Regions from separate parts of the Sus scrofa genome. Here regions 1 and 2 are each linked to region 3. The links are chromatin contacts, called in public Hi-C and HiChIP or PLAC-seq maps. All regions are on one chromosome and are shown on one strand. The core of a region is the stretch at or near the end of the contact, and the rest is flanking DNA. Distances in the headings are between cores, read along the strand shown.

What was found. Hi-C and Micro-C count contacts between places; a contact is called where the count stands out from the background. HiChIP or PLAC-seq counts read pairs in DNA pulled down with a chosen protein or histone mark.
Region 1: an H3K27ac HiChIP or PLAC-seq map of skeletal muscle shows a contact between it and region 3. The contact joins the promoter of ANKRD23 here to the enhancer-like site in region 3. A contact is called at or near these places in 1 of 5 promoter capture datasets (fetal liver), 21 of 47 Hi-C or Micro-C datasets (adipose tissue, blood, brain and 10 more) and 2 of 2 datasets of contacts at active chromatin or transcription factors (alveolar macrophages and skeletal muscle).
Region 2: a contact with region 3 is called in a Hi-C map of skeletal muscle, with 8 times the contacts expected there. The contact joins the promoter of SEMA4C here to the enhancer-like site in region 3. A contact is called at or near these places in 4 of 5 promoter capture datasets (fetal liver, fetal skeletal muscle and liver), 30 of 47 Hi-C or Micro-C datasets (adipose tissue, alveolar macrophages, blood and 16 more) and 2 of 2 datasets of contacts at active chromatin or transcription factors (alveolar macrophages and skeletal muscle).

What each region holds. Positions count from the first base shown.
Region 1 is chr3:56,774,886-56,778,303 of Sscrofa11.1, forward strand. ANKRD23 (ankyrin repeat domain 23) reads left to right here and starts at 1,939. Exons shown (of 10, transcript NM_001315720.1): 1 at 1,939-1,980; 2 at 3,185-3,253; 3 at 3,256-3,330. The coding sequence starts at 1,954.
Region 2 is chr3:56,748,804-56,752,732 of Sscrofa11.1, forward strand. SEMA4C (semaphorin-4C) reads left to right here and starts at 1,942. Exons shown (of 15, transcript XM_021087262.1): 1 at 1,942-2,371.
Region 3 is chr3:56,675,206-56,678,643 of Sscrofa11.1, forward strand. It overlaps FAM178B. Among named protein-coding and RNA genes, the nearest start is that of COX5B, 45 kb to the left of the region's middle. Within about 2 kb of position 1,831, at least 37 of the 83 cell types and tissues checked have an H3K27ac peak or open chromatin away from gene starts, as enhancers often do. A contact at or near this core is called in adipose tissue, brain, fetal liver and 6 more, where this site is marked.

The DNA of each region.
Region 1 (3,418 bases), core at 689-3,188, 100 kb after region 3:
CTCTGTCCATGGAAATTGGAAGCGCTCCGGTGGATAGCAGTTTGGCAGTATCTGTTAAAACTTAGGTGAGCAAGGCCAAAGAAATATTCATCCATGTGGACAAAGCTGTGTGTTTACAGAAACATTTACAAAGATGTGCACTTGAGCATGCATGTGGTGTATATGAGAAAAAAAGAGGGGAACCCCCCTGAGCGTTCCCACTGGTGGGCTAGTGCGGTTCTGGCACATGTGGGTGCAGATATGCTGATGTGGAGAGTGGCAAGTGTGACCACACTGCTCTGTCGGTAGACAGATCTGGGCATACACAACACAGGAAGAACATTGGGTGGTAGGCACTAAACTGCCCACGGTTTCCCTGGGCTCTGTGGTGAGCATGCTTAGCCAAGTGGTTCCTGAGCTTGATTTGCTGTTTGGGGGATTTTTTGTTTTCTTTTTAGGGCTGTGCCCACAGCATTTGGAAATTTCCAGGCCAGGGACTGAATCAGAGCTGCAACTGCCAGCCTACATCAAAGACACAGCCATGCCAGATCCAAGCCACATCTGCAGCCTACACCACAGCTTGTGGCAATGCTGGATCTTTAACCTACTGAGTGAGGCCAGGGATCGAACCCACATCTTCATAGATACTAGTTGGGTTCATAACTTGCTGAGCCACAATGGGAACTCCAATTTTTTTTTTCTTGATAAGTAATAGCAGTAGTAAGTTAATACAGTGAGCTCCATGTGAATACCAATAGTTTCTGCTGAGAATTTCAGGTGCAGTCTGCTGGAGCCCTCGCCCTCAGACGTTGTTGGAGGGGTGTCTTAGAGTTGGTGGCCAGTGGTGGGGGCCAAAGCTGAAGTCCTGCCTTCTCCTGTCTATATCCCCTCACTCTCCTCCAGGTAATTCTCCCTCGTCACGACCACAAGTCACCTTCGAAAGAAAGGTGGACGATAAGCTTGGGCTCCTCATGTCTCAAAACTTGGAAGCACTGAGAAGCCAGCTGGGGGTGGGGCCTCGGTCTGCCTGTGACCTGCAGTTCTCCTGCTCGGCCTGGATGCCTGCTCGTGTTTCTCCAATTCTGGAGTCTTACTCACTAGCTATCAGATTTCCTTGAAACGTCAAGGCAGAGGTCAAGGCGCAGCCAAGGGGAGGCATACTTGGTGTCCCGGGAAAATTAGGAAGTTTGACCTTGGCAGCTGGAGAGGGACTGCTCTGCGACTGGATTAATGGTTCATGTTCATAGTTGGACCTGGGGCGGATCTGAGCCTCACCTTCCTGGGGAGGGTCGTGCTGTGCCTGGCAGGTGTCCGTGGGGACCTGCATGTGGGCCATCAAAGGCTCTTCAGGAGGCACAAGATGCTGATAACAGGCCAAGCTTGGCTCTGGGTGGTGGCCTAGCTTAATGCTAAGGCCTTCAGAGTGGTGGGGGACAAACCCACCAGGAGCAGCTGGGAGTGATCTGGGAACTGGCCAGGTGAGAAACAGCTCGATTTCTTCAAGTAGGTGCCAGCTGAGGCAGATGTCAGCCTCCTGGGCCTGTGGTTTGGAGGTCTTCTTTAAGGATTCTGGTCCTTCTGCTAGGGCAGTCATGCTGGATCTTCCAAGGTCTCCACAGACAGACCTCATACTTGACCGTGTTTTCAAGTGGGAGCTATTTCCCCTGAGCCTAGGCTGGTGGCCCAGCACCCAGGATGTATGTTATTGGTTGAATTGCTTCTGAGTAGGTGCCTGGGGGCAGGTGGCACCGGTGCAGGATGGCAGGTATCTGAGGATGCAACTGACTCAGCTCAAAACAGCTTTCTCCTGCCTACAGCAGGCTGCATGCCCGCACTGGTATTTCGGTGGTGTTACAGAGCCACTGAGTTATCTGGCCAGGGCACAAGCCTCTGCCCTTCCCCCGGAGATAGCTCTCTATAAAAGGGCTGAGCCTCTCAGCTTCTCTCACTGGGAGCATGGAGAGCGGGGGGACCATGGACTTGATCAGCATCCAGCAGTTGGTAAGGCCACAGGGCAGTGGTCTGGGTGCCCTGGACTGTCTCAGCAGAATGAGGAGCTCAGGCAGTTTCTTTCTTTAGCCTGTAGAGTGGGTTTTAGGAGTCAAGACCTGGTCTGTCTGCCGAGTCCTCATGTGAGGTGGTGAGGGGCTAGGGAGCAAGAGAGGGAAACAGTGAGAAAGATGCTGCGTCATGGTGGGCAAGGAAATCCTTGAGTTTAGTGGGTTTTGCCCTGGGCTGTGATGGCCAAAGAGGAACACAAAGTGGCAGGTCACCCTAGAAGACACACGTGTGGCTGGGGTGTTTAGCTCAATTGCACTGATGGTCCAGAGGGTCTGGCTGCCTTGGCTGGGGGCAGGGAGAAGGGTGCCCTGGGCAGGGAAACAGGAATAGCAGTGGCACTTTGGGATGTCTGCTGTGGGGAGGTGGGGTGTGGAGGGTGGTGAGGCTGATGGCCACAGCCAGGGCAGCCTCAGCAGCCTCTTGCTGGGAGGTGGGCTGCAGGGCCTGAGTGGTTTCATGTTGCCTGGGTTTGCTTTTCAAAGCCCAAGGCTCTGCCATCCTGTCATTCCAACTTTTTCTCTCCCCTCAACACGCTTATTCCTCAATGCTCCCCAGCTCCTGAGTCCCGGGGCTGGGGGCCGGGAAGGAAAAGACAGGAAGAATGTATAGCAGGTTCTGCCCTAGGCACTAGTCCCTGGACGTCACAGCTCCAAGGGGTAAATGCTGGCTTCACCCCATTTTACTGTGAAGAAACAGAGCTTCATGAGGAGTCAAGATTTGAACCCAGGAATCTTACCCAGAAGGCATCTCCTCTGTCCCTCTGGGCTTGGGGTCAGGTGGCAGTGTGGCGTGATCTGGTAGGAATGTAAGGACAACAACTCAGGAGGGCAGCCATGTCAACCACCCGGGCTCACCTGGACACAGCCCAACAGTATAAATAGATGCAGTGTCAGGCCCCCTGCTGCTAGTTTCTGTGACAGTATAGGGCAGGCCGCAGGCGACACCGCAGGCCATGAGCCAGTGATAGCCATGGGTGTCAGGAGCAGCCCGTGTTTAGACTGCCCATGAGCTTTGACAGGGGTCAGGCCAGCTCTCAAATCACTCCGGGCAGGGACACCCCCCCACCCGCCCCGTACAACACAGCCATGTTTTCTAACGCCTTCTCTTAATTTTTCTGATCCTTTATCCTTGTCCTGTCCTGTAGGTAAGTGGAGAGAGAGGTGAAAGGAAAGAACTGGGACGTGGACATAGAGTTCCTGATCCTGGAGGTGGGCTTGCACCTGGAGGCTGGGGCCCCAGGAGGCTGAGGCCCAGGAGAGGCGGAAACTGGAGGAAGAGAAGAGGAGCAGAGTGAGTGACCGGGTAGCTGGCCATGAGCAGGGCCCCACAGCTTGAGTGCTGCACTTCTTTTGTGGGCAGGGAGGATGGGGTTAGAACA
Region 2 (3,929 bases), core at 692-3,191, 74 kb after region 3:
GAGACTTGATAGTTACCTGAGACTTTTTTTTTCGGTATTAGTAAATTTTTTTTTTTTTTTGGTCCTTTCAGGGCTGAACCCACGGCATATGGAGGTTCCCAGGCTAGGGGTCTAATTGGAGCTGTAGCCACTGGCCCACGCCACAGCACATCCGAGCTGTGTCTGTGACCTACACCACAGCTCACAGCAATGCCAGATCCCTTAACCCACTGAGCAGGCTAGGATCGAACCCACAACCTCATGGTTCCTAGTCAGATTTGTTTCTGGTGCGCCATGATGGGAACTCCAGTAATTTTTTTTTCCCCTTAATTTAAGGCCCATAAGTCCTCATTTTTGACAGTTGTGCTTTTATATAAAAGTATGAATCACGGAGTTCCCTTCGTGGCTCAGTGGTTAATGAATCCGACTAGGAACCATGAGGTTGCAGGTTCCATCCCTGCCCTTGCTCAGTGGGTTAAGGATCCAGCATTGCTGTGAGCTGTGGTGTAGGTTGCAGACGCGGCTCAGATCCTGCGTTGCTGTGGCTCTGGCATAGGCCAGTGGCTACATCTCCGATTTGACCTCTAGCCTGGGAATCTCCATATGCCACGGGAGCAGCCCTAGAAAAGGCAAAAAGACAAAAAAAAAAAAAAAAAAAGTATGAATAATGAGCAAGTAGACATGCAGGAAACTATATACCCTGCTCACCCACCCATGGAAAAGGCCTGTGCTGGAAAGGAACAGAATACAGCAGGAAATGAGCGAAGGTAGAGAAGGAGAGCTCAGGAACTGCAGCCTCATTTTTGAGGAGCGTTTGGGAGGGAAGGGCTCTGGAGTCTGTTAGCAGGAAGGGAGAAGTCTGCCTTGAGGTATAAGAGATGGTCCCTGCCAGTGAAACCAAACCACCTCCTGAGACTTTCCACTGGGGCCGTCTTGCAAGTGGGGCCAGGAGCTCAGGTCTCAGCCTGGTAACCCTCATCCCTAGGGGTGGGTGGGGGTGAAACTGAGGCAAAATAGCAGGGAGAGGAGGGTTTGGTGCCTAAAAGTTGTCAGAATGACTGATCAATTTATCAGAAAGACAGAATCAGGAATCCCAAGGCCTGATTTAATATTCCGACCTTGGTAATTATCTGTGTGACTTTGGACAGGTTGCTTAACCTTTCTGAGACTCATTTTATCTATAAAATGAGAGAAACAATACCTACTTTATAAAGGGTGTTGATGAGGGTAAAATGTTGCTGACTCTAAAGCACAGAACAAATGTGCTTTACTGCCGCTTAGATAGACAGGGTCTAACTTGGACCACAAGTGGAGTATGTGTGTGTTTGTGTCACCCATCTTCTCCCTCCCTGCCACCCACCCCATGCTAATTAACTGGCTTGTCCCCTATCTCCAGCATCTCCAAGGCCACCAGCTGTTTTTCTGGTGGAGAGGAACTGGGAAATGTGGCTTTGGCCAGCACGGGAGAAGGGATCTTTATGTATACTAGCAAAGACCCAATTGTTACTGAATCCAAACTGGGCTGCTTTCCCCAATTATCTCCACTGGTCTTCTGGCCTCCACTTTTCAGATGCCAAGTTTTAACCCAGAACAAAAGCCCCTGTCCAGGACTGATTTATAATCCAAATCTGCTGACGGGGCCCTAAAGTGTCCCTCCCCTACAGGACTGCACAGGGCTTAATGTTACCAGGAAGCTTTTCTGCCTCCAGTCTCTTCACTTCTGCCCTTTGGCCCTAGACAGGAGGTGGCATCTGTCTTTGGGTCCCCATGAGGTGGCCTCCCTGGGGTTCCTCTGTCCACTTGTCCAGCTTGGAGGACCAGCTGGCAAAGACACCCTAGCACCACCCAGGAGACCAGAGCTACAAGTTACTTCTAGGAGCGGCTGTGGGCGGAGGCTGGCGGTTCTGAGAGTGGTAGTTCTCCAGCTGGCTCCCCTCAACCCCTTTCATCTGAACATCAGGGTTCATGTCACTTGTTATTCAGCCTTCCAGTGGCACCAGAGGAGTCATTTCCTGAGGGTAGGCTCTGTGCAACAGGAGCCGGGGTTTATCCTTGCCGGAGTCAGGCAAGGGGCGCTGAGTGGGACCCTTTGCCTGGAGCGTGAGAAACAACAGGCAGAAGCTCGAGGGAGGCTCGGGGGTCTTCCTGGCTGGTGAGGCCCGATCCAGTCTGATCCCAGGGGTCAGGCGTCAAGCCAAGAAACGATGCAGAATTGGGGGTCCAAATAAGACCACTCTGGGCCGCCCCGAAGAGAAGCCTCGGATACACGCCTCGAGGTGGCTCGCCTGCCTTCGTTCCTGTAACCATAGCGTAGGGAGCGCCTTAGCCCCATTCCCGATCCAGGTCGCCCAGCCCGAGCGGTTGGCCTTAGGGGACACTTCGGAAAGACCGGGTAAGTCCGATTCCCCTTGCCAGGGCCCGGAGTCCCTCCTCTGTCCCACCTCCCCGCGCGGTGGCGCAGATCATGACTACAAGGCGCTGGGCCGCAGGGCACCGGGAGGGGCGGGGGTCCGAGCCACCGGACGGGGAGCGGCGAGGCGTGCGGGTCGCGGCGGGTCACAGCCCCCCTCGGGGCGGGCCTTCGCGTCCCGCCCCCGGCCTCCGCCGACCCCCCCCACCCTGTTTGACGTCAGGGGGAGGGGACGGAGAGCGGCGGCAGCCGGGGAGAAAGAGCCGGCGCCCGCCGCGGTGGCGCGGGGAGCCCGAGCCCAGGGGCGCCGAGCCGAGCCGGGCCGAGGGGCGGTGGCAGCCGGGCAGCGGAGCAGGGCGGGCGGGCGCGCGCGGGCGGGCGGCGGCGCGCGGGCAGGGGCGGACCGTGGTCGGAGCCGAACGCGAGGGCGGCGCCCAGGGATTCCAGCCGCGAAGAAGAGGTGAGTGAGGCCGGGGTTGCCCGGGGCCGGGGCTAAGGGGCTCCGGCCCGCTGCTTTGTCCGCCGACTCGGGAGGGGGCGGCCTGCACGCGCGAGGGACAGGGTCTGGGGGCGCAGGGAGGGGCGGCGGCAGGGACAACTGTCCGCCCGAGTGCCTTCTTACGCCCCCCGCGGGCTGCCTCGCGGGGGCTCGTAAGCGGGGCAAGCTATTCCCTTCGCTACAGGGTCCGGAAGCGCGGACTGGTCATGGGGAGCGGGGGTCCCCCGTGCTGTCCGGTCCGAGGCCGGGATCTTCTCCAGGTCCCCGAACTGCCCCCGGCTTTGCCACCTCCGACGGAAAGTTTGGGGCGGGCTTGGACGGAGGCCGATGTTGTGGGATCGGATTTCCCTGCCGCGGCCCCCCAGCCTCCCGCCCGCTCCGCTCCGCTGGGGAGGCGGGCTGTCCTGGAAAGGCTGGAGCGCTCGCCTTGCAGCCGCGGGGGTGCCATCCACGGCCCGCCGCTCGGGGTGGGCAAGGGTCGGGGGCGCGAGGCCGGGATCCTGCACCCCTCCACCCCCGCACCGCAAGGCTGCCCGTTTCCCCCGCTCTGGGAGGAGCTGGGAGCAGGGGCACCACTGTGCGAGCAGAGCATCGGAGTGCGCCGCGGGGTCCGATTCGGGCCTGGGTAAGGGGCCGAGGGAGGGCTGGGGGTGTGTTGGGGGACTGGTTCAGGGGGTGAACGCATCCCAGGTCGCCCGCCCTTCCCGCGCTGGGGTACTGGGCCGACAGGGGGCGTCCATAGCCCGGGCACCGCCACGCTCCCAGCGCCGCCGCTTTGTTTGCATTCAAATCCCCGGAGCTGGGGGAGGGGAGAACGGGGTGAGGGGCGACCGGGGACCGAGTCTTGGCGGGGACCTTTTGTTTTTGGGTGAGCACATCCGTAGCTTCAGTGTCTCTGTGGCCAGCATTGCAGGGCTGGAGCAGTGGAAATTAATCCAGATGGCCTGCCCTGGCTGGGGTCCGGGGGGCGCAATCCCTGAGTTGGGAAGGTTCATCAGACGACGGGTAGCACAGCAGGCGCGCCGGCCCTACTCGAGGAGC
Region 3 (3,438 bases), core at 581-3,080:
GGAGACATTGTGACCCAAGGGCTATGTCTCCCTCTGAGCAGCAGCTGAAAATGTGCTGCTCTGAGCTGACAGGGGCTTGTAGAATCAGTTCCCCTGCTGCGAAACTGGCGGGTCCCCTAAAAGAATGCCAGAGCAAGAGTTTCCTTGGAGTCCCTGGAGCACCGCCTTCCTTGGCACATGGCCCCTGGCCAGACCCTACCAGTCTGTGAGGTCCTCTAGACCTGCTCTGCCTGGGTATTGTCTGTGTTCAGGTGCTGTGCCTGAACATCATGGGGGTGAGTCTGGGAAAGTGTCCGTGTGACCAAGCACATGGAGTGGAGTGGCGTGTGCCAGCAGGCCTGCGGTGCACATGAGTTTGTACGTGCAAATCAAGGTCTGTTTCAGAGTGGTCAGCTTCACAAAGCCAGGAACAAAGCCACTTTCTCCTCTGAACTTAAATGACTTTAAAACAAATATATACAATTTGTGAATTGCCTGGATATACTCAAGGAGACAGCAACTTGGCTCTGAGGAGGATCTTTGTTTTGGAGCATTCTGTTCCTGGCAGATTAAAATATGATGTCCTTTTTTAAAAAGAGAGGAGGAGGTTGGGCTGACCAAGGAAATTTCTATCTAGAGTCGTGACTTTAAATGCTGTCTAAAATGTTCTTTGCCTGAATTTGGCCATTAAAAAGAAGAACAAACATGAAACTACTCTTTCATTTCCTGGAATCCTTATTAATTGCCTTTAGGACATTCACTAGAAAGAGGGAGCAAAGAGGCATTCACCAGCCGTGAACGAAGCAGGAGGCTCCCACCCCAAATACAGCCTCCTCGGCACGCCCAGGAGGGTGACGGTCCAGCTCTCTAAAGCGAAACCTCCTCCACCAGAGGCCCGAAAACCACACGGCATATACCAGCTCCTTGTTTTACAGGGACCTGGGATTCTGTGGGTCCAGCCAACTTACCAGGGCGACAGGGCACATGAAGCTGGGCTCCTCTCCATGCCAACAGCTCCTGGCAGAAAGGGAGGCCCAAGGGCAAGCTCAGGTTATGGCCCCAGGTGCGTGGCGAGTCTGAACACCAGTCTCCTTGACCATGGGATCTTGCTGTTCACGTGGTTTCCGAAGAGTCCTCTGTGGCACCCTGACAACCTTGGCTGTTATTTCCTTCCCCGAACGTCCCCATCAGAGGCCCCTTTCTGTTACTTTCCCATCTTCTCAGGTGTCCCCTTTGTTTCGGAAAAACACAAGACAGGCAGACACGCTCTGTGTAACCAGACTCCGGACGCCAGCCCCATGTGGGCCCCATGGTAATTCTGTCCTCCTGCTGCAGCCTGGAGCCCTTGGCTGAGGTGCGACTCCCAAACGCTGTCCTCACCACAAGCACATCCTTTTCCCAGCCCCGGTAAATGCCTCAGTTTGCCCCTCCATCAAACGGGAAGGACAAACTGTACCACCCAGTTGCGTGTTTAAAACACTGAGATGTGTTCATGGACAGCAGGTGATTCTGTGGTTCCATGGCTTGTTTTTCCTTCCAGCAGCTGCTTGCACCACGGACTCCACGAGCATTTTTGTCCAGAGCAATTACTGGCGCACTTCTAGTGTCCCTGTGAAGCTGAAATCTGAATGTCTTTTCAGTCTTGCTGAGACGGGTGTGTTGAGGAAGGCTGCCAGGCTGCGGGTGGAGGTCTCCCTGATCTCGCCCCCCTGTCCCTCTGTTCCTCTGCCCCCACAGCTCCCCGCCGGCCCAGCAGCTCTCATTCCTGCGCAGCGGCCTCCTGAGTGGCCTCTACCTGCACGTGGGTGATAGACCTGAGGCCCTGCTCCGGTGGCTGTTCCAGGTGAGGACCGTGGCCTGCCACTAGGTGGCAGGAGTGTGCCAGCCAGGCAGCCTGGGCAGGGCTGCAACAGGAGAGGCTGGACACCGACCCTCTCTGCCCTTGGGTGCCATTGGCACTGGATTCATCCCAGCAGAGGCTGGAGGAGGAAGGGAGGCTTGTGATGACCAAGCCTGGGAGGGGTGGTGACCAGCCTGTAGTCTCACTCTGCTCCCCCCAGAGCATGTGGCCTGTATTGACTGTGCCACTGGAGGCCCTCTGTGTGATGGAGGCCTGACCACTCAACAGGTATTCCATCATGTCCAGCTCAGCTCTACTCCAAGTCACAGGTCCTGGCCCTTGTCCCTAAGCAGCGGGAGCACAGCCCTGCCTCGGCCTTGCTGGGTGCTGGGTGTTTGCCTCCCACTGTGAAGTTGTAGGTGGTTCGGCTGGGAAAGCCTAGAACAGCTGTTCTGTCTTCCCTTCTGGTTGCTGCCAGGACAGTTTGCCTTGGGGGTACATGCATTCTGCCCCAGGCCGGAACCCTCGTACTGAGAATGACAGGGAGAAGCCAGTGAGGAAAGCCTGGCACCAGCTGCTGAGATCTGAATGCGAGGCATGGGGATGTGGCCCTGGCCCTCGACCAGGACCAGCCCTGCCTGGGGACAGGCAGGTCACAAGTTCCAGCTGGTCTCATTTCTGCCAGTTGGAGCCCAGACCCCAGCTGTAAATTAGGGCCACCATGCGGGGTGGATTGTTGTGGGAACTCCTCAGCCCTGGCAGACTGGCTGGCTTCCAGAAAGAGCCCCCCAGCTCTCTCTTCTTCTCTCTGGGGTCCCTCTGTCACCCCTCCCCACCCCAGAGGAGAAAGGCACCCCCTTCCCCCTCCCCAGGCCGGGCAGGAAAGGCTGGCGGGCAACACAGGGAACAGAGCGGCCATTATGTTCTGTCCCCAGTCAGTGCAGCTTCTCTCTGTTCCTTGCGCATATGACAGACGCACAGTTGGGCGTCCGAGGCACAAAGAGCTGGCCTGAGATGTCGCTCAGAGGGTCCTTCTGTGACCTAAACACGGCTGTGGAGGCATGAGTGAGCGCTACTGTTTCTTCTGCCACCTCTGTCACCTGGGTGGGGGAGGGGCTAGAGCAGAGGACCCAGACCTGCTCTGCCACTTAACTGCCTTGTAACCTAAGGGGGTTATTTAACATCAGCTCAGTGCCTCAGTTTCTTCCTCTGTAAACTGGGGCCAGTAGTGCCATGTGAAGGTTGAACAAGAAAATGCCAGGACCTGCTTTGTCCTTATGGTCCCCAGGGCCTAGGCATCATTGGAAGGAATGATGTTTGCACAGAGCTTCTGGTTGTCCATCCCCAGGGAGGAGAAACAAAAGCTTCTCCTGCCCGCAACTGAAGTCAGATCAGTGAAAGGATGCATTTGGCCTTAGGGGCTTCTGGTGATTCTCTGCCCAACATCTTTGTCTCGGGAGGGGAAGGAAGAGCAGGACAGCTGATGTCTCACGTGGTCATACCTCAGGCCTCAGCAGAATGGGCTCTGATGTTTCACTTCTGAGATTTGGGTTTTCTTGCCAGGGGAGCTTGTTCTCTCATAGCAGCAGTAGCATCATTCATTCACAGGCATTGGTTGA